2 separate regions of the Callithrix jacchus genome follow, and region 2 is linked to region 1. A link is a contact called in public Hi-C data. All regions are on one chromosome and are shown on one strand. The core of a region is the stretch at or near the end of the contact, and the rest is flanking DNA. Distances in the headings are between cores, read along the strand shown. Region 1 holds the start of SPP1 (secreted phosphoprotein 1). Region 2 overlaps MEPE (matrix extracellular phosphoglycoprotein).

What was found. A called contact is a pair of places that touch in the nucleus more often than the background predicts.
Region 2: a contact with region 1 is called in a Hi-C map of induced pluripotent stem cells, with 4 times the contacts expected there. The contact joins the enhancer-like site here to the promoter of SPP1 in region 1. A contact is called at or near these places in 3 of 3 Hi-C or Micro-C datasets (induced pluripotent stem cells and skeletal muscle).

What each region holds. Positions count from the first base shown.
Region 1 is chr3:109,669,804-109,674,977 of calJac240_pri, reverse strand. SPP1 (secreted phosphoprotein 1) reads left to right here and starts at 2,513. Exons shown (of 7, transcript XM_002745608.7): 1 at 2,513-2,601; 2 at 3,679-3,746; 3 at 3,855-3,893. The coding sequence starts at 3,693.
Region 2 is chr3:109,775,174-109,780,347 of calJac240_pri, reverse strand. It overlaps MEPE (matrix extracellular phosphoglycoprotein), which reads left to right. Exons shown (of 4, transcript XM_008993005.5): 4 at 1-455. The coding sequence ends at 117. Among named protein-coding and RNA genes, the nearest start is that of MEPE, 16 kb to the left of the region's middle. Within about 2 kb of position 2,632, at least 3 of the 16 cell types and tissues checked have an H3K27ac peak or open chromatin away from gene starts, as enhancers often do.

The sequences.
Region 1 (5,174 bases), core at 1,264-3,763:
AGCATCAAGAAACATGAGCCTCCGCAATAGTCAGAATAACACAGCATCCATTTCCTATTTTACATTATTGCCTCCCATTATAAATCACTTTATCTTCTCAACTCTGAAGCATCCAAGACACAGTCTTCTCCTGTGAATTCACACCTTTTCTCTGAGAGAGGCCTTGGGACTAGGAACTTTTTGAGTGAGTGTAGAAGTGGGGAAAGAGACAATAGTGTCAACTTGAGATTGCTAAGGCAACAACACAGCAAAACAAGAATGCTTTGGTTCTCTGGGTCTCTGTCCCTGATTGCATAGCAGGTCATTGTTGGGAAATATTTTCTCACCTGCCATTCCAAGAAATGGAGAGCCTCACAGCTGTATATAGTTCTGTCATTAAATATATGGGTGTTGTATCCTGCTGGAATCAGAAAATTGAAAATTGATAGAACCAGATTGTGGTCTGAAATCTTTTTTCAGAAACGCTGCCATCGTGTGGCACTGTGGAGCTATGACCAGAAGAGTCCTGTGAAAGGTCATATGGTTCATCTCAAGGTGGCTGGGTTCCAGCATAATCTCTTCCTATAATTAATTCTAACTTCATATTGAATCATGCCCGTGGGCACAGAGTAAACTACAGTAAATCCTGCGGAAATCGTGTTGTTTTTAGAATTTTCGGACTTGCCTCCCCTAAATTGACAACATGACAAGCTTATGTTGGTAATATGTTTAAAGGAAAAAATAGTTTTTACAAGCAGAAAAAAGAAGTCTATTTTGCGAACTTTATAATCTGAGTGCTTTCTATTTTATAGAGCACTCAGATTATCTAGTTGTCATCTCACTTATTAAAATGGATGTTTATTACCTATAAATCAATAATATCAATTCATCTGGAATACCTCCAATTTAAGGGAGGCATATTTCCCCCTACCAAATGTCCATGAAACCTATGAATTAGCCATATACTAACACTGCACGAAATTATTTAATCTACATTTATATTAAAAGCAATATTTGGCAAAAAGAAGCCGACACTTTAGAACTAATAAAAACCATAATTACTTTTGCAGCAACCTAATAAATAGGACCATTTCTTTTTCATTCGATTACACACAAGTCTTACTATAACGATGGAAGGTGAATGAATAGTGCAGTCTGCACTTCACAACTAAGAAAGTGGATGAAGGTAAGTAACCTGAAGACAATATTAAATATTTAAAAAGGACGCAGAGCTTTGCTATTCCTGAATTCTGCTCTAATATTCAGACTTCCCTTGTAATTTTCTTTTATTCAAACACCTTTTAAATACCTAGTAAAGTGTTTTTTAATACAGAAAATTATTAAAAAAAATTTTTTTTAAGTAGCCTACTTTATATAGCCTGGGAGAAAAACTAGAAAAAGATAATTCAAAAATCTACTCCATTCCTTTAGAAATGTGCAAAATTTCCTCATTGATGCATACCATTGAAAGATCTTATATCTACTCTCATTTTAATAAATCATTTTCAAAGACATAATGACTCACGACTAGCTGCCGCTCTTAAAAATGTCATAATAGTTAACACACATACAGTTCTTAAGGTATGCAGGGTATTTGCATCTAATATGAGCTAAGCATTGTTAGTTTAAAACAAACTAATTCACTTAAACCTCTCAAAAACCCCATGACCTGGGTAATAGTATCTGCATTTTATGGATGAGAAAACAAGGAGACCTAGGCTGGACGATTTGCCCAAGGTTGCACAGGTCATCAGTGACACAGCGGAATTCAGAGCCACCGTCTGGCTCCTGAAGCAGCCCTCTCAAGCAGTCATCCTGCTCTCAGTCAGAAATTGCTTTACTTCTGCAACATCTAGAGCAAATTACCATTCTTCTATTTCATACAGCAAGCTATCCATTTCATCACCTCTGAACGATTTAAACAGTACAACAAAAGTCCATGTCTTTGAAAGGTCACTGTAAATTCAACTTAATGGGCAGGAACAGGAATTTTAATGTCACTAGTGTCATTTGTCTAAGTAACAATCTACTGCATACTTGAAATCACAAGCTAAGCTTGAGTAGTAAAACAGAGGCAGATTTTCCAAACTCTTTGTAAACCTGAACTATAGCCTTCTAGCTCTTCAATAAGTATAATTATAGATGCAAGAGTGGTTGCAGATATTGCCTTTACGTTACTTAAACAGAAAGAAACAAAAATCCATTCTATTCCATTTTACTTAGGGATGATTTACATTATCCCTACTTTCCCCCTTTTCATGGGCTCCCTAAGTGCTCTTCCTGGATGCTGAATGCCCATCCTGTCAATGAAAAAGCTAGTTAGTGATATTGTTCATGAGTAATGTTTTAACTGTAGATGTGTGTGTGCGTTTTCTTTTTTGTTGTTGTTTTAACCACAAAACCAGAGAAGGAAGTGTGGGAGCAGGTGGGCTGGGCAGTGGCAGAAAACCTCATGACACGTCTCTCCGCCTCCCTGTGGTGGTGGAGGATGTCTGCAGCAGCATTTAAATTCTGGGAGGGCTTGGTTGTCAGCAGCAGCAGGAGGAGGCAGAGAGCACAGCTTCCTCTGGGACTGACTCTTCTCAGGCCAGTCGCAGCCTTTTCAGCCAAACACCGACCAAGGTATGACTGCAGTTTGCTACTGGGTTGTGCATTCAGCTGAATTTCATGGGGAAGTTCAAGTTCTAAGGAAAAATATTTTTAACTGTAATGCTGTTAAGCAGACTTAAATTTTCTAGCCTTTTTAATAAGCAGATTAGATACATTGCAGGTCTCCTGGAACAAAGGTGTCTAGATATTTCGAATGCCAGTCAAATATAAAACTTAAAAATACTTCCACTGGGTCCTCAAAAGAACAGAAACTACTGCCGCTAGTAGAAAATAGTAAAATTCAATTTCCCTTTGGAAATAATTATACCTATATCATTTTCAATGGGTGACTGTGCCGGCATTTAAAAGAAAAGGGATCTTTTATGCTAATTAAGCCAATTACAATGCTATTTTTTTAAATGATGTATCTCATTTTCAAGGGGAAAAAAACATTTCTGAATATGTTACTGCTAAATTTAGCTGTTAAAATATTCATCAAGATACCTGTATAACACTATGTAGACTTATTATTACAAATAGAAAAGCTGTTGGCTATTCTCAACGTTTTCTTTTGCATTTCAAATTTTTAGAACATCTTACTTAAAAAACAAATTTCAGAGATAGATAGTTTCATTTCACCTAAGTAGCGCCTAATTAATAAGTTAAGTTAAAAATAACATTTAAAGTACATGTTGGAAGAATAGATAAAGCAAATTATTTTCATTTTTTTCTGTGTTTTTTAATCTAAAAGTAAGTATTCCCATTCTAGCTTATTATTGTAATTAAGTTACTATTGACCTGTTTGCAGGTTTAAAGAGCCAGAGATATAGAGTAGGAATGGTATAATTTCTGGAACTCTAAATTTAAAAGTTGAATAAATACAGACTTGCAAAATTTTCATTTCCCTTGCCTAACAGTGAAAGATGGAGAATAGGTGGCAATATAAATATTAACTTGAAAGACCATATGCTAAAAGGCTTCTCTAAGAAGTAAAAAGATCTTATAGAAAATATATTTTATTCGCGATTATTTTGTAATGTGGTAGTATAAAAAGGTATCCCTGTTGTAACCTATGAAGACATCAGCTATTCCTTATGAAATATTTTGCAGGAAAAATCACTACCATGAGAATTGCAGTGATTTGCTTTTGCCTCTTAGGCATCGCCTATGCCTTACCAGTGAGTACAGCTGCACCTTAAAGAGAATTCCTGAAAATAATGAATTATGTGCTTCCATGTACTAGGAGGACATTCTTGTAATTTTTCTTCATCTTTTCTGTTTCAAAGGTTAAACGGGCTGATTCTGGAAGTTCTGAGGAAAAGCAGGTAAGCATCTTTTAGATTTATTATATAGTTAAATCATTTACTCAATTATGGCAATAGGTGCAACAAACATATTTGCTGCAATATTACTTGTCTTTCTAGTCAAATCTATTGGTTTACAAGTATTTATTGACTGTCTGCTATGAATCTAGGCCAGTATCAAGCACACTATAGTTTTTAATAAGTATGATTGTAAAACCAACCCAGATTTTTCAAATATAATAATGTCTAGGCCATTATCACATGAAAACGAGTTATATGAAGTTGTGTGACTTTTTTTCCATTAGTCCACATACTGACCTAAAAGCAGAAAATTCTATCTTTTGCTTTATTTAGTGGATTGTGATGTTTAAAATTCACATTGGATATTAGTCAGAACTGTTTGTATGACCATAATATTCACAATATTGCCTGAGATATTAGCTGAGAAGCCCACTGTGAAAGCAAGTCTATGTGTGCTGTTAGTATCTATTGTGATTGTCAGCTGATGTTAGATCACATTTTTCTAACCAAACATAAGACCGACCAAACTCATTATTATAATTATTTGACCAGCACTAAAGATGTACCTACCCCTCCACAACAGATGAAACTGTGCCAGCCAAACAACAAATGGGCATTGTCCCCAGAAGCTTGGACAAAAAGGCACACAGAGTTCAATTCCAGTTGAACAGAATAAAGGCCAAAACAGAGTTGCCTTGGGGGACCACTGCAATTAGAATGCTTAATGAAGACATTAAAAGAAGTATTCTGTGTGTGTTTGTGTGTGTATCTGTGTATGTGTGTGAGTGGGAGTATGTAAGGGTGTCTGTTTTCCAACTGATTTGAAAACACAGGTCTGAATCATAATAATAAACCAGAAAAATTAACATCTCCGGAAAAGATGTCACACTATTTGAGGCAAGAATTAGTGCCATTTTAATTGATAAAAACATGGCAAGAACACATTTTATAAGGCACGTGGAGCCATAACAATTTAAGAAATAAGTGAAGAGCTCAAAGCTCAGCTTTCTAGAATCCCAGAAACTTAAAGCTAGTAAAAAGTTGGGGAAGTCCTATGCACTTGAAAATATGCACTGGTTATCTGTGTCAGGATTATTGGGTGGTTTTTAGTCTATTCATTTTGCTTACCTTTATTTGTACTACTTTTTAAATACTATAAGTTTAACTTATAAATCCATTCTCTCTGAGCCTGTATTACATTTTTCATGAGGATGGATAGATAGATAGATAGATAGATAGATAGATAGATAGATAATAGATAGATTTGAAAAAGTGAGGAGA
Region 2 (5,174 bases), core at 1,383-3,882, 110 kb before region 1:
GGGAAAGACTCCTGGGGTAGACAACCCCATTCCAACAGGAGGTTTAGTTCCCCTAGAAGAGACAAGAGTAGTGATTCATCTGACAGTGGCAGTTCAAGTGAGAGCGATGGTGACTAGTCCACCAGGAGTTCCCAACAGGGTGATGCTCTGAAGACCTCGCCACCAGTGAGTTGACATAGAGGAGAGCTACCTGACAGCTGAGCAGATGAAGAGAGGACAGAGTGAAGAACTGAGTGAGCCAAGAATCCTTGTTTCCTTGGGGGAATTTTTGCTATTTTAATAGTCACGACATAAAATTCTATTAAAGTTATAACGTTTTTAAGAAGAAACTTACGGATTTATGAAATAGGTAACATTTGAGTAGATGTCATTTAAAAATAATTTGTGAATGTCACAAATGCCTTCATGTTGTTTACTCTGTAGACATAAAAATAAACAATATCTCTCTACGATAATTTGTATTAAGCGATCTATAAGAAACTCTGTTGTCTGTGGTGCTTCATTTCAGAGGCAACCAGCTTACTTCTGCCTCCAGCAAGGGAAATGCCTATGAAATTGATCCGCTGGAGAAATCTCAGATGTGCTCCTCCACCCTCTCTGCTTGTGCCAGCCATTCCTTTTCCCTCTGACCTCCCTCTTTGCTGATAAAGATCTTCATATCTTCTTACACTCTTTCCTCTGTTGCACACACTGCACATATCCTAAGGCAAATATCAGCTCCTGAAACAAATATCCATATTATCATTTTTCTTGGTTCTACCTCCTTGCAGACAAAAAGGATAGTAGGGTAGAGGGAGGGCAAGAGGGAAAATTTGAGGAGAAACACAAATGCAAAGCCAATACGAAAACTTTGTTGGGGAAATATCATTCATTGTCTGATCCCAAATCATTTCCACACTCTTTCTTTCTCTTGTCTTTCAGTGTAGATGCTTTTCCAGCTAATAATGGCTTTGTGACACTGTTCTGGAAACTAGACCCAAGTCTCCTCCGTTAGGCAGGAGGGAAGAGCTCTGGAAGGCTTTTTCCCCTCCTGATAAGAGAACTTATGTCGCTGGTATACCTTTCTCTTTCTTGACCTTTCCTTGGCTTGACGTGAACCTGATGACTGGTGGAGCAGCCATACTGTGGCCATGAAGGAAAAGACAAAATAATCACGGAGGAACCACTGAACCAGCAGCTCCATCATCAGCCTCCTGCCTCCAGAATCTTTGTCCTGTGAGAGAAAAAAAAAATGATGTTTTTAAGCCATTGTTTGCAATTTTTGTTGCTGTTGTTATTGGCAGCTGAATTGAATTTTTAATTGATGTGCCTTTCCATTCTTACATTTCCTCCAAATTAGGAAGGCCAAGAGAAGAAAAGAGAGAGGTAGAGAATAGAGAAAGAAAAGTGCACACAATTCCTCTGTAATATGTAAGTTCCCAGACAACAGAAATCACGACTGAGACAGTCTGTACAGCACCTAGATTATTAAGTTGAATAATGTATGTAACAAAAGTCAAGTCAATATCAATATATTACGGCACCTTCAAAAAATCTAAACTCCCACATTGGGTAGATAGAGGGTGCTTCATTTACTAAATGAATGTGGTAATATAAGCTACTGAATAAATCAGACTCTCAATATACACAAATAATAATGGTTAACATAGTTACCATGAGCCGTGCTCTGTTAAGTCCTTTAATCTGCACAGCTCCTCTATAATGTGGGTACCGTTATTACCCCCCATTTTGCAGATGAAGATACAGACATAGGTCTGTAAGTATCTGCTAGCAAGCTAGGATTTACACCCCAGGAGTCTGGTTCCAGAGTCTTTGCTCTTAAACAATCACTAAATTGCCATATATTTCAAAGATAAATATACATAATATACACATACATATATGACTGTGTGTATATACATATACACACACGTTTACATAGAGTATGTGTATATTCATCCACATATATGAATATGTGTGAGTATATGTGTGTTCATGAGTGCACCCACACACAGAGGGAGAGAAACTTGAAAGAATGCAAAATAGAACCTAAAAACAAGGAATATCTTTTTTCCTTCATTTGTTCCCCATCTTCTGGAGATAACAGATCAGAATCGGGGGAAGGACTTAACATATCACCCAATGCTACCATCAGAATTCCAGAGTAAACTATTCCTAGTACTTTGCTTTTAAAAAAATAAAAGACAATTTGGGCAAAACAAAACAAAACTGGAAGCAATTAATGAAGTAAAAAAAATCTATCAGAATTTAAATTGCAGATTAATAAATTAAAATCAACCTGCTACTTATATTTGAGATTTATATCAGACTTTAACATGTGAAAGTTTGATCACAGAAAAACACCTGGTTTGGTAAAAGAAAAATATGAACTGATGGAGAAAAACAAATGCTTTCTTTGGGTAAATACAGGGGGACCCTTCCAAAAGTCACTTGTCCTAGTCTGCTATCTAGTGGAGAAACTGCATATTTCAATTCTCTGGTCCGATTTTGTTTCCTCTCTCCAAGCTTTAGGGTTCATGGATATTTCTTCAAAACACTGAAAATGTTCATATTTTTTTCATCCAGTTAAGATAAACTAGAAGTGTGTCAGTATCCATGATGCATTGCTATCTGATGCAGACGTGGAGGAATTCGTCCAAACACGAAGGATCAGAGATCCACAAAGACAGCCAGCAGTCAGGAGTGAGGCCATGCCTTTTCCAAAGCCATGTGTTAGCCTTCAAAGCTGCACTAATCTCAGTTAAAACGCGCGCGCGCGCGCACACACACACACACACACACACACACACACAGATTTCTGTTTCCGAAATTGGGCAAAGAATTTCAGCCTCACGTAGCTGCCTTATAAGGGATGATGGACATTGACCTAGCCTGCCACCTTGTGCTCAAAACGTAAAGGTCACTGTACCAGTCCTGGGAGCAGGCTCCAGTTCCGTCATTTATTTGCAGCCCTGGTACTCCCTCCAAAGTCACCTTCCTGGACCTCTCTGCCTGTAAATATTTACCTTGATTTTAGAATACTAATTAATCTGTTCTTGGCAAGTCCAGCAGTCAGGATAATGTGTCTGACTTTGTCTGAAATAACATTTAGCTCAGTAGAAAAATATTTATTGAACGACCATCTTTTACAAAATTTTTCGGAGATCAAAAGAAGAAGAGATGATCTTGGTCCTTATCAAGACTATAAGGAAGTAAAGAGAAAGTCATACAAAAGATACAAGGAGGAATGTATTAAATAATAGAAATATAAGTAAAGCGAGACAGGAGTTCTGAGGAGATCAACTCTAACTGAAGGGAAGAACCAGGAGATAGTAAAATCTATTTTCCTTAACATATTGCACATGTAGAGAGGCTGCAGACAGTAAGTCTCACAGGTAAATAAGAGCTTAGCAGTGGGCAACCTTAAGTGATCCCATGTGTAGTTCAGAGCTTAAGATAGGTCTCCCCAACCAGAGGATGGGGAAGGAGTTGTGAGCAAGGTCAGGGGAGCTGGAAGGAAGAAGACCAGCCAGGAGGAAATCACTCAGCAGGCTTTCTCTGTCTGTGGTCTAGAACAAACATTTTGTTGTCTCCTCACTCTGTCTTTAGGGCCTGCCTTGAACTAAGTAGGAGCTCAAGACAGCATAAATTTCAAAGACATTATGATGCTTTTACAGAAGTCCACCTTTCAAAAACAACTTCTCTATGAGAAGGTAAACTCTGCTAGTCAAGAGAATGATCCTTCCATTCATAGGCATTAAAATATGATATTAGATGACCCAAAGGAAAAGGAGAAGAAATAGATGAGTCTGGATGAAAATCAGGAAGAAAGCAATTGGGGCTGAAAGAGAAAGGGGCAGAAAAATGGTTAGAAAAAACTTAATGAGGAAATCTGGAAAGAAAGCAGAACAAAACTCCAATACAATCCTACGTCCAGAAATCCAAATGAGCATAATGTCAAAAACGATGAGTGGACGCACACAAAAACTGCAAGGAAATCTACCTGAAGCTGTGGTTTAGACTTTCGAGAATAAGAACCAGAAGAGCTGTTTCATTAAAGGAACAATACTTCATCAATTTATGGGCATGCATTAGTGTAACAGAGACACTCCCTGTTAAGTGACTCTTGCTGGATTTGAATTTTAAGCAGATTTTTACAACTCTTAGGTTAACACATTAATAATATAAGTCAAATAATTTTAAATAATTTTTACTTAAAACAACAGCCTGAGAAGATAGAAGTATTAGGTTGGTGCAAGGTAATTGCCATTACTTTTAATGGCAAAAACAGCAATTACTTTTGCACCAACATAATATTATGTGAAGAAAGCAAGTTGTCTATTTAGCAAAGAGGTAGTTCTGAGCAGGCCAGCTGGGGCATATCTTAGAAACACTGCATTAATAAGTGAATGGAGTAATATTTGTGATATAAGCCATGAATGGGGTCTAGGAATTTCCATTTTTAACAGGTCCCTCAAATGATTTTAATGCAAGCCAAAGTTTGAAATCACTAATATGGATGTCTTTCCCAGTGACCTTCGAATCAGTCACCTGGGTCTCTCACAAATTTATGGCTAGGCCAGACCTTCCCCTGTATTAACCTGGCATTACAGGAATGTTTCCATCTATGATGAAAAATAGCTTATCCTTGTGTATTATCTCATATCAACAAGTAACAAAAATGTCATCTAAAGTGAATGTACAAGGCCGGGTGTGGTGGCACACACCTGTAATCTCAGCACTTTAGGAGGCTGAGGTGGGGCAAATCATCTGAGGTCAGAAATTCGAGACCAGCCTGGGCAACATGGTAAAACCCCGTGCCTACTAAAAATACAAAAATTAGCCAGGCCTGGTGGCACAAACCTATAATGCCAGCTACTCAGGGGGCTGAGGCAGGAGAATCACTTGAACCTGGAAGACGAAGGCTGCAGTAAGCCGAGATTGTGCCACTGCACTCCAGACTGGATGACAGAGCAAGACTCTGTTTCAAAAAAATAAATAAATTTTTAATTAGTTAATTAATTAATTAATTAAATGAATGTACAAGATGGACCTTTACACAGTCTCTTGCAAAACAGAAACTATTCACAGCCTGTATATGTGACTTCCCCAACTCACTACTCTGTGGAAAATAATCTGGTGATTGTAGAGCCATAATGTGCCCTCGGTCATGTACAAATCAGTCATCTTAACAG